Regions from separate parts of the Sus scrofa genome. Here regions 1 and 3 are each linked to region 2. A link is a contact called in public HiChIP or PLAC-seq data. All regions are on one chromosome and are shown on one strand. Each heading gives the region's core, a stretch centred on a gene start, on an enhancer-like site or on the middle of the called end of the contact. The rest is flanking DNA. Distances are from core to core; before and after follow the strand shown.

Region 1 (4,089 bases), core at 573-3,072, 170 kb before region 2:
GCACAAGAAGGGTTCCTTGCCCATGAAAAAGGCACTCCCGTCACTCAGGAAATGCCAAGGTTTTAGGGCTCAGTGCCAGGAAGTGTGGCAAAGACCAAATATATTTCCCATTTACACCATGCCCCTCAGCTGGTTGCCCAGCTTTTCACCTTTTATTCCATTTGTTTTGTCATTCCTTTTCTTGTCCCTACTTTATACACACCTTATCTGCATGTGTTTGTGTATAATGTCATTTTTTTGAATCATGGTTGATGACTTGCTGATGTGATGATGTTTTATCTCTAAATACTTCACTGCGTATCATCTAAAAATAAGAATCTCAGAGTTCCCGTTGTGGCTCAGTGGGTAACAAACACGACCAGTCTCCATGAGGATTCGGGTTCAATCTCTGGCCTTGCTCAGGGGTTCATGATTGACATTGCCATGAGCTGTGGTATAGGTAGCAGCTGCAGCTTGGTTCTGGCGTTGCTGTGGCTGTGCTATAAACCTGAAGCTGCAGCTCCAATTCTACCCCTAGCCCTGGACCTTCCATATGCTGTAGGTGCATTGCTTTAAAAAAAAAAAAAAAAAGGCAAGATATTAAACTTGATATAATGTCAGCTAATCTACAGATCTCACTCAAATTTCACTAATTGTCCCAATAACACCTTTCACGAGAAAATAAATCGCAGAATGTGACTTGTGTTCTGTTAGTCTCTTGGCAATCACTGAATTCTCCAGCCGGTTAGAACATTTTGCAACCTTCCCCCACCCTGTCTCGTCCCAGGAATGTATTATAGCAGTAGCTCTCTCTCTATTTTTAAAATCTTTTTAGGGCCACACCTGGCATATGGAAGGTCCTTGGCTGGGGGTCGAATAGGAGCTGCACCTGCCAGCCTACACCACAGCACAGCCGTGTAGGATCCAAGCTGCATCTGTGACCTGTACCATAGCAACCCTGGATCCTTAACCCACTGAATGAGGCCAGAGATGGAACCCACATCCTCATGGATCCTAGTCAGGTTCATTAAGCCGAGTCAGGGCAGGAACTCCAGTAGCTCTGTTCTTATTCACATCCAATGAGAAAGAATAGGTCCAAGCCTCTCCGGGTGAACTCAATTTCTCGCAATAGAATCCTTATGTCCTGATTGGTCTGACGTGGTTCACGTGTTCTTCCTCGAACCAATGACCGCTGTCAGCTTCGCCTGGATCACCTACTTCTCCCCAAGAGCCGGGGTGGATTCAGGGTCCCCTGGAGCTTGTGGGCTCATCGTGTGGGAGGAGTGGTTCCCTAGAGCAAAATCGGGGTACTGTTACTACAGAGTAGAGCTAGATGAAAACAGCAGCAACAGCAACAAATGCCCAGTACAGTCTCCCCTTGATGGGTGTCCAACCTTCACTTCGGCACCAAAGCAGTAACCGTCTACTGAGCTCGGCCAAAGAAAACCTCTCTCAGGACCAGAGCACAGGTACCCTCCAACCGAAGTGTTCCTTTTCACGCAGCAAATATTTTAATCTCTCTTCTTTCATTCACAGCACAGAGATGCTCTGGTCCAGCTGCCACTTCTGTTTTGTTTTCGAACGTAATTAATTCTCACAACAGCTCCCCGCAGCAGCAGGAGATGGCACTCAGGACGGCTGTTCTCTTGCTCTCTGTGCGTCACCCACTCGGCCGGGCCTGCTTCCCTACCCCCCACCCACAGCCCTGGCGGTCCTACTCCCAGCCCCAGGCCCCAGCTAGAGCTCATTGCAATCCGAAGGGGGCGGGGGGGTAAGGGGCGGGCCCCTCTGCCGGTTTCCCTGGCAGCTGAGGAGCCAATCCGACTTCAATGCCGCGCAGACCTGGCCCTCGCCCGCCCCCCAGCAAGGTCCCGCCCATCTTCCGCCGCGGGCGGTGCAGCGCCGGCCGGGCCTCCGACGGGTAAGCTCCCCGTCCATTAATCCCTAAAGGGGTCTGTCGTGGACTCCGCGGTCTTTCTTTGCTCTTCGAGCTGTGCAGATGCAGCCCAACACCTATTCTTCCCTCTTTCGAAAAACATACGGTGTACTAAAAAAAAAATGATGTCTTTGAAATCATTTTACTAAGGAAATAAACTTAAACCCAAGGGTTTCTTTGTTCCAAGCCACAGGTCTTCTGGAATTGTGATCTTAAAACAAAGAAACTTATGTGCTATTTTTCCTCTCAGTGTCTTATAAAAAAAAACAAATCCGGAGAAGCTTGTCATTTTTCTGCCTTTTCTTTCTTCTAATAATATTTTTTTTTTTTTTTTTTTTTTTGCTTTCTAGGGCCACACCTGCGGCATATGGAGGTTCCCAGGCTAGGGATCTAATCGGAGTTGTAGCCGCCGGCCTACACCAGAGCCACAGCAATGCCAGATCCGAAACGAGTCTGCCACTACACCCCAGCTCCTGGCTGGGCCAGGACGGGAATTCCCTTCTGCCTTTTCAAATGACAGTTTTCATCTCTCCTGGAAGCTGGAGGGCTCGCCCTGTGGGGTGATGATTTGTCCCTGTTCACGTGTCTTCTGATTGTGCACTTGTACATTTTGCTGTCACAGAAGATCTTCAGTCAGTCTTGTTCCCCTGCTCTCAGCTCTGTTGTTGCCAAAACTCAGCCTCTGTCCATCGGCGCCTAATAGAAACGCAGGCGGAGGAATGAGCAGCTTTGATCGCTTTGGCAGGCGAAGGAGGTCACGGCGGACTAATGCCCTAAAGACTGTGCCCTCCTTCGGGAGAGAATAGGAGATGGTCTTACCGTTTGGGAGTGGGAACCAGGGCCACGGATAAGGATCAGGGTAGAGCAAATTTCATTCTTCCTTTAAAAATTTCCTTTAAGACTTTATTATTGCATTTGTTGTAAATTACACAGGGATATTTATTGTTACAGTGTTTTTCTTTTTTCTTTCTTTCTCATTCTTCTTCTAAGTTGGTGTTGAGTGGCCCTGGGACTGGTTGGGGTGGTCCTGGAGTGAAGAAGGCTTTGTCAGGTAGTCAGCGCCTTTCATTTGCTGGGGGTTTTACCTCCGCTACTCTTCTGTGCATCCCTAGAGGAGGAACTGGGACCTGCCCCAAGGCTGCCCTTTTGTTTCTTGGCTGTCCCTTTTCTGCTCCTCTTAGCTCTGAGGAGCAACTGCTTGATCCCACCCTTTGGAACTCAGGGGAGGTCACGGAGGCTGAATGAAGCCTGTTGCCTAAAGACAGGAAATGGTTTCACTCACACCAGGCTGGTTTCTTTCTTTTTTTAAATTGAAATGTAGTTGACTTACCCTGTTGTGTTAATTTTTGATGTCGAACAAAGAGATTCAGCTCTACATACATATATATATATATACACATTCTTTTTTAAAATATGTATTTTCCATTATGGTTTATCATAGGATATTGAATGTAGTTCCATGTGCTATAGAGTAAGAACTTTTTTTTTATCCATTTTATATATAATAGTTTGGTCTGGTAAACTCCCACTCTATCCCTCCTCCACCCCCCTTCTCCTCGACAACCACAAGTTTGTTCAGTGTCTGAGTCTGTTTCATAGGTAAGTTCATTTGTGTCGTATTTTAGATTCTACGTATAAGTGATATTATATGGTCTTTGTCTTTCTCTTTCTGACTTCCTTTGCTTAGTATGATTTCTAGGTCCATCATGTTGCTGCAAATGGGATTGTTTCATTTTTTATGGCTGAGTAATATTCCATTGTATATATGTACCACATTTTCTTTATCCATTCCTCTGTCGATGGGTATTCAGGTTATTTCCGTGTCTTGGCTATTGTGAATAGTGCTGCTATGAAGATAGGAGTGCATGAATTTTTTGAATTATAGATTTGTCTGGATATATGCTCGGGAGTGGGATTGCTGGATTACGTGGTAATCCTATATTTAATTTTTTGAGGAACCCATTCCATCTTCCACAGTGCCTGCACCAATTTACATTCCCACCAGCAGTGTAGGTGGGTTCCCTTTTCTCCAGACTCCCTCCAGCATTTGTTATTTGTAGACTTCTTAATGATGGCCATTCTGACTAGGGTGAGTGGTACCTCATTGCAGTGTACCGTGGCATATGGAAGTTCCCAGGGGAGGGGTTGCATTGGCGCTTTAGCTGCTGGCCTTC
Region 2 (3,923 bases), core at 1,160-3,659:
GTCAGGCCCTCACGAGGTGTTCAGGAGCCTACTTCTGTTCAGAGGAATCAAGTCCTGGCCAATTAAGTCGCATAAACTAAATTCAAGAGACCTGGACAAGCCAGACTGATTATGTCACTTTATGCATGAATACCTTTCCAGAGAATAAAATCCTCAAAGACATTCAAGACATCTTTCCCCAGAAAAAAGGCGCTTGGATGAGTTTAAGGACGTCTGATGCAGACTGCGGGACAGCTCACGGGATCATCCTGGGGAAAGCCATTCCCTCCGGGTGTCTGCTGAGCCTTTAGCACGTGTCTAGCGCTGCGCGAAATGCTGAGGAGTCAGCGCTTAGGAGCATCTGTTGAGGAGTTCCCGTCGAGGCGCGGCGGAAATGAATCCGACTCGGAAGCATGAGGTTGCAGGCTCGATCCCTGGCCTCTCTCCGTGGGTTAAGGATCCGGCGTTGCTGATCCGTGAGCTGTGGTGTAGGCCACAGACGAGGCTCAGATCCTGAGGGGCTGTGGCTGTGGGGGAGGCCCGTGGCTCCAGCTCCTATTCGACCCCTAGACCCCTAGCCTGGGAACCTCCATATGCTGTGGGTGCGGCCCTAAAAAGACAAAAGACAGAAAAAAAAAGAGAATCTGTTCAGTCCTTCTGAGAGTTAACGAGCTCACGGGGTAACACTGTGTAGGCAGCACCAGGGGAGCAAAGAGGAGAAAGTTACGCCGTGGCCTTGGGACAGTGAGTCATGGTTTCCCAGAGGCGATGACACTTCAGCTGAATTTAAAGGAGGAGACAGTGGAAAAATTCATTCCAGCCGCCGCAACACTCACAGCGACACGGAGTAGTTGGGAAACAGCCGACGTTACTGTCGCTGATGTGTGAGGTCATCTGACATGGGGACACTGGAAGCGGAGGCTGGGCCAGGGCTCTCGGGCCTAAGGAGATATGACCAGACGGGTGTCTCAGAAGATCCCTCTGACCACGCTGCGGAGGACGGGACGTGAAGCGGGAACTCCGCGGCCCAGGCCAACGCTGTCAGGCAGGCGACGTGAAAACCCATGGGTTTGAAGCTGTTTCTGAACCTGCCTGAGCATGTGCGGCTATAGGAAACCTTTCCCCTTGGACGGGGCTGGGTCCACACCGACGAGTGCGTCTGAATAGATTCTTTTGCTCGCATCCATCCCGACAATAAGAAAACAATGAATCCGAGTGTTTATCTCTCCGCAGACACTGGGTGTCCGCCTTTCCTTGGCGCTGAGGACACCACCTAAATCACCGATGAGGTTTGAGAGCGAGCAGGCAACACAAACGCTAACACTCCCTCCCACGCAGTGAGTCCAGCAAGCCCCTCGCTAGAGAGAGAGCAAACAAGCCTGAGTTACGCAGGACTCCTCAGGAGGTGGGGGCGCTGGGCTCACTCCAGCGGGGGGGAGTGGAGGGAGGGCTGTGGGATGGGTGGGGAATTTGAGCCTCGGTGGTTAAACACTCTGCGAAGAAGACAGGATTTCTCACACAGCTAAGAACCGGGTTTATCCACTTTGAAGAAGAGGAGGGTTTGGCCTGGTTTTGTTTCACTAAGAGACAACAGAATTTGGGGTCCCCAGTTATACAGAAAAGATGATTGGTAAGTAATTCCACACACAGCAACAGCACTGTTTGAACACTGCTGACTGTAACTAAGCGACCCAGGTACTGCCAAACTGATGTTCCAGCGGGAGGACACATTTCAGAGGGGACGCCGCTGCTCCTTTGCGCGTGTTTAGGATTGTGCAATCACCAACCAACAAACAGCTTCAATTTTAGATTTCAGAGTCTAAACTACATGCGCTCTCGAGGCCGCCTGAACTATAGCTACATAGACAGCTACATAGTAGGGCCTTTTATCCATTGCTACCACTTTTCAGTATTCATCAATTTGTAAGGTAAATTAATTTCTATCGTTTCTAAAATTATGACTTTTTTTCAGTGTTAATTTTAATTTTGGCTGCACACTCAGCATGTGGAAGTTCCCAGTCCAGGGATCAAACTTCCATCACGGCAGCGACCCAGCTGCTGCAGTGACAAGAGACACCCTTAAGCTGCTGCACCATGAGCGAGCTCCTAAGTGACTCACCCTTTTTATAATAAAAGCCCTTTATTTTAAACTACAACTAAAATGGTATGATACTTAAATTTTTAAAGTAAACCCTAAAAATGGAGTGTGATTTCTTGAAACATCAAAAAGGAGCAAAAGGGAATAGAGGAATCTTGTTTCATCTGCTGCTAAGACCCAGTGCATGTACCTCGTGAACAACGTTTGACCAAACAGCTACATACCTGATGCACGTGGGGAAGCCCTGTCCTCGGAGGGACACATGGGGAAGCCCTGTCCTCGGAGGAAAGGCTGTTAACGTGAAGAAACGCTGTGGCAGCTCCTGCCACCGCTGTGCAGGAGGACAGCTATCATTTCCCTTCTTCCGGGCGTTGCCAAGCGCCCGACTCTAGAAGGAAAGCGTAACGCTAGCTTCTCAGGACCAAGACGTCCTCAGTGCAGGTCGTTAATCCAGGGCGAGTGAAAGACAGCCCGGAGGAACGCTAACCTGAGAGACAGGACAGCGGTTTGGATCTTTTAAAAGTCCTGGACTCGAGCCAAGACTGAGATCGACTGGAAACAATGAGCCACGAAAAGGAAATAAAACTAGCAGTGACTGGAGAGAAGGGAGGACGATACACACGGAAGTCTGTGCCTTCTAATTTCCTCCTGAGTTTTATCCTTCAGGCAGTGGCTTTAGACATCGCCTCTTCCAGAACCCAGGTGTTGTAACGCTTCCTTTAGTACCTCGAAACGAAGTTGGGAGGTAATTTATCGACTCAGGTAACTAAAAAAATTATGAGGGGGCCCTAACGATAACATAAAGGAGAAATAAAAGGAAGAATATTCACAGCAGAGGAACCTGTATTGCGATGCTCAGATGCTGGTGCACAAGCCCACTAAGCCATGACAGAGGCACAGGCAAGGGGCAGCCGGGCAGGTGCGTTAAACTGGTGACTTGATACGGGAGCAGTGTTGTCATCAGCTGGCCAAGTTACAAGCACAGCACAGCACAGTCCTTCCATTAAGACAGTGGTCACATCCCCGGAAAATTCAATGTAGATTAAGCCGTACCCCCGCCCCCCATAAAGATATTTCATGTTTTAAAGAAACCATGGCATGAGGAAGTTTGAGTAAAGAAAAGGGTTGTAGAAAAAGGTGGAAGTGAAAGTTCAATTCAAGTCCCGAACGCTCCCCCGTGTAGTGGACCCTGGCCCTTTTGGGTGCCCAGCATCAGCCTCCTTCCCTGATTGGGGATCCCCCTCCCACGGCGGGAGGCTTGCTGGCAGACGTGACTCTCTTAGTGTGGGTGCAAGAGGTCCCTCTCTCTGTCCCCGGCAGGACGATTAACTGCACACTCTTGCCTGGGATTCAGGGTGGGAAGGGATTAGGGAAAACCCCGGATGACAGATTATCTGCAGCATCAGCAGCGTCGTCAAGTGTCGAAGTGGCTAGTGGTGGCTGGCAGGCTGCTGTCCCCCTCCCTTAAATTTCTGAGCTTGGTTTCCCCTTGGTTCCCTGCGATCCTCCAAGAATCTGGGGCTCGGGGGGGGGGGGGCGCTTCCGTTGACCAGAATCCATTCGCTGAGCACAGCCAAGAGCCCCGACAGGGCTCATCTCCTCGGGGCCTCAGTTTCCGCGTAAACACAATGATTTACCATCCAGGCTTGCGGGCCACAGTGGAGGGCAGATTGCACACTAGCTTGAGCTTTAGTTTCTCCAAGAGGCTTTTCCAATCCATCATCTCATTGGGCTCGGAGGGACAGGGGTACTCTAAGACACTGTAAGCAGTGCTTGTCCCCGTGCCGGAGCCTCAAGAAATGACAGCCACCGTGACTGACACAGATACGTGGGATATATTTTTAAG
Region 3 (3,801 bases), core at 143-2,642, 190 kb before region 2:
TAACTAATTGTGCCTGCAGTCACTCTATTTCCAAGTAAGGTCACATTCTGAGATACTAGGGATTAGGACTTCACCTTATGAATGGGGGGGGGCACAGTTTAATCCATAACACTAATAAAGATGCTGTTGACAAAAATATGTGAGATGGAAAGGGAACAGAAGAGATAGAGGAAAAAAATGGAAAAGACGAATATCCTGGTATCACAAAACAGGAAGGTATCATGAGATATTGACAAAAGTTTATAAAACATGAAATATTAGTTTTGATGTATTATTTAAAAGTTATAGGAGTTCCTCTTGTGGCGCAATGGAAACAAATCGAACTAGTATCCACAAAGATGCGGATTCGATCCCTGGCCTTGCTCAGTGGGTCAGGGATCTGGCATTGCCGTGAGCTGTGGTGTAGGTCACAGATGTGGCTTGGATCCGGTGTTGCTGTGGCTGCGGCTTAGGCCGGCGGCTGCAGCTCCAATTTGACCCCTTTACTGGGAACTTCCACATGCCATGCGAGTGGCCCTTAAAAACAAAGAGTTATCAGGATAACCAATGGCAGGGTTAGCAAACGGATACTTATAGGAGCAAAACAAGCAACATAAATAGGAAGCAGGGTTCAGGTTTGGTGCTTGTGTTTACCTTGCAGATATGAGGAGAACCTTGGCATAATAGTAGGTGCCTGCCCCATCTGGAGAACACAGCCACTTAACTACCTTTTAGGGGCCATATCTGCCATGTGTTGGGTTAGTGCCCCCCCCCCATTCATAGCCACCTGAAACCTCAGAAAGAGATCTTGTTGCTGTGGCTCCGGCGCAGGCTGGCAGCTACAGCTCCGATTCAGCCCCTAGCCTGGGAACCTCCATATGCCTCGGGTGCAGCCCTATAAAGATAAAAAGGCAAAAAAAAAAAAAAAGGAGATTTGGACTAAGAGACATGGACACAGCGAGGGAAGAAGGCCACGTGAAGCTAGAGGTAGAAATTTGAGTGATACAACTACAAACCAAGGAATGCCAGGAATTGCTGGCAACCACCAGAAGTTCAGAAGAGGCAAGAAGGGATTCTTCCCTAGAGCCTTTAGCAGGAGCATGGCTCTCCTAACACCTTGATTCTGGACTTGGGGCTTCCAGAACAGTGAGATTTGTTTTCTGTTTTATGCTTCCTGGTTTGTGGTACTTTGTTACAACAACCATAGGAAACTAAAAGGTGGGCCGTCTGACTCTTTTGTGGGGCTAAGCATTTGGAATTTTTAAATGTTAAATCCTACAATATTTCATGTTGGTTTTCCTGTTTTTGAACTCACTGCAGTTCAAACAAAACACATCTATAGTCAGATCTAGCTTCCATTTGCAACCTCTGCAAGAGAGAAACTAAATGCAGTGCAGGCACATGACTAAAATGCCGAGGGAGGGAAGCGAACTGAGCCGAGCTATCAAAGTGCTGAACGCCTTTTCGTCAAAGCAGGAGGCAAAGAGGAAATGTCTGAAGTTGATTAATGAGATACGAACATGATTCAAAGGAGTTGCCTCTCAAAAATGGTACCGGGGTGGGGCAGGTGATGTTGCTTTTTGTTTGTAGTTCTTTTATATTCCTTGGTTTTGAAAGGTAGGTGGGCATTCCTATCAGGCTTGCCAGGAAGCTGCTCTAGAAGTGAGGGACTATGTATTTCTGCCATTGATGATACTAGAAGCCAAGGGCTGAGAAAAGTTTGAAGAAGTAGCAAAGGCCCTGCTGCTCTCTAGAGAAAAATAGGTCTTAGAACCTTTCAAAGAATGTGCACATTTCAAAAACAGCATGTACACATTTCCACACTCTTCTATTTCCCAGATTTTGTCTTTATGAAGGTCACGACAGCCCTAATCCTGAGTGTGCTTTCAACTATAGAAAGGAAACCACTGAGTCATGTCTTATAATAGCAAGAAACTAAAACATTAAGAATATGTTCTGGCCGCTTCCTTTCAAAATCTCCTGTGAAAAACCCTGCAGATGCCATCTGTGTTTCGTGGAGGTACTTGTGCCCTTCAAAGAGGGAGTATCCTTAATTACACAGTCGTTCATAACATCTGACATGACTAATGATTTTAAATGATCAATCAAAGGAACCAAACCGTAGAACCTGCACAAGAGGGAAATCATCTCTAACTACACCCAGATTATCTTGAAATTCTTGTTTCCATAAAAAACCTACCAACGCATTAGCAGTTTATATTTCCATGAAGTTTGCTGATTGAGTTTACAGATTTCGGTAGTTACTCAGAATGTCTGGGTTGCTTCTAAGAGCAGCATTAATAAATTAAAATGGGGTTAAACTTGAGACTAATGTTATTGTGTGTCACTTTCTTCCCTCTCTGACACTGATATTGGCCAATATCTAGACTGTCTCCCTCAATCTCTTCTCCACACTAGTCCTGAGGGATTTTACTCAAAGGCAGATCTGCGTACAGCCTCCCCCTAACCTAAATCCTTTAATGACTCTCCACTGGTGTCCTGACAGATGGACGGTTTTTCTTTCTCTGCTCACCTTTCTGGACTCCACTTCTCAGCATCCCAGTCAGTCCGGATGTGGTGCTTGCCGGTCCCTGAACCAGAGCTCCTGGGCATGGTGCCTTCCTCATTCTTCCTTCCCAGGGCTAACTCCTGCGTAGCCACAGATGTTCCACTTAGGTCCCCCTCCTCCAAAGAGGGGCCTTCTTCACCTCCAAAACTGGGTTGTCTACCATCTTGGCTATTTCCACGGCGTCTTGTTGGATAATAAGCTTGGTGTCTTTGCTCATTCTCTTCTGACCCTAATTTCCCTAGCTGACTTCTAATCCTAGGACCATTAAAGTTGGTTTTACTGAGAAAGTTTCTCCTTTTGTTTCTAAATAATGACTTTAGCTCTCAGCTCGTTTACAACGCAGACGTATCCCAAACCAGATGAATACTCAGGCCCCTCACCTCACCCTCAAATTCCTTTACATTCAGTCGCCTTGTTCCCATTTCCCACAAGGGGTGTCCCAGGTAAACACCAAATTATACAAAATCGAACAAACAAACAAACCAAAATTTCTACCAAAGAAAAAGCGTTCTTTCTCATAGAAAAAATATAGTCAACATCCACTCTTCTGACTTTACTTTTGAATGTAAGTTTCCTGAAAGTTGGAATTATATTCCCATTGTTTAGCATATTACGCAAAATAGCAGGCCATCGCTAAATGTTTATGGCTGATGATTTTTTAAACTTGATTTCCCTTCATCCCTAGACTTATTAGTGAAAACTTATTGCATGAGGTTTTTTGTTTGTTTTTTTCACAAAAATTTTACTTGAGAATGACAGGATTCATGCAAGTTAAATAGTTTGTCCTATTTTATAAAAAGTTATGAAATAGGAGTTCCTGTCATGGCTCAGCAGTTAATGAACCCGACTAGCATCCATGAGGACGCCAGTTCGATCCCTGGCCTAGATCATTGGGTTAAGGATCTGGCATTGCTGTGAGCTATGGTATAGTTGCAGATGTGGCTCAGATCCCAAGTTGCTGTGGGTAGGCTGGTGGCTACAGCTCTGATTGGACCCCTAGCCTGGGAATCTACATGTGCCTTGGGTGCAGCCCTAAAAAGACAAAAAGACAAAAAAAAAAAATTATAAAATAGTTGATAAAAAACTAGAAATTCTGATCCAGATGAAACTGGATATGCTGCAGGAATTTTTTTCCTGATAATTTTTTGTATTTTCTCTGAAAAATCTAGATGTTTGGAAGTCTTTGATTTAAACAAAATTCTTCAAAATCAAAAGAAAATTCAAAGTGCCTATATTTCAGAAAAGGTAGGATT

The links. HiChIP or PLAC-seq counts read pairs in DNA pulled down with a chosen protein or histone mark.
Region 1: an H3K27ac HiChIP or PLAC-seq map of alveolar macrophages shows a contact between it and region 2. The contact joins two enhancer-like sites. A contact is called at or near these places in 20 of 47 Hi-C or Micro-C datasets (adipocytes, alveolar macrophages, blood and 12 more) and 2 of 2 datasets of contacts at active chromatin or transcription factors (alveolar macrophages and skeletal muscle).
Region 3: a contact with region 2 is called in an H3K27ac HiChIP or PLAC-seq map of alveolar macrophages. The contact joins two enhancer-like sites. A contact is called at or near these places in 12 of 47 Hi-C or Micro-C datasets (alveolar macrophages, blood, embryonic fibroblasts and 7 more) and 2 of 2 datasets of contacts at active chromatin or transcription factors (alveolar macrophages and skeletal muscle).

The regions. Positions count from the first base shown.
Region 1 is chr18:54,476,554-54,480,642 of Sscrofa11.1, forward strand. No RefSeq gene overlaps it. Among named protein-coding and RNA genes, the nearest start is that of CDK13, 49 kb to the left of the region's middle. Within about 2 kb of position 1,823, at least 33 of the 83 cell types and tissues checked have an H3K27ac peak or open chromatin away from gene starts, as enhancers often do. A contact at or near this core is called in alveolar macrophages, where this site is marked.
Region 2 is chr18:54,643,157-54,647,079 of Sscrofa11.1, forward strand. No RefSeq gene overlaps it. Among named protein-coding and RNA genes, the nearest start is that of RALA, 14 kb to the left of the region's middle. Within about 2 kb of position 2,410, at least 26 of the 83 cell types and tissues checked have an H3K27ac peak or open chromatin away from gene starts, as enhancers often do. A contact at or near this core is called in alveolar macrophages, where this site is marked.
Region 3 is chr18:54,450,494-54,454,294 of Sscrofa11.1, forward strand. The region is part of intron 3 of LOC102157930 (a long non-coding RNA gene); the gene reads left to right. Among named protein-coding and RNA genes, the nearest start is that of CDK13, 22 kb to the left of the region's middle. Within about 2 kb of position 1,393, at least 5 of the 83 cell types and tissues checked have an H3K27ac peak or open chromatin away from gene starts, as enhancers often do. A contact at or near this core is called in alveolar macrophages, where this site is marked.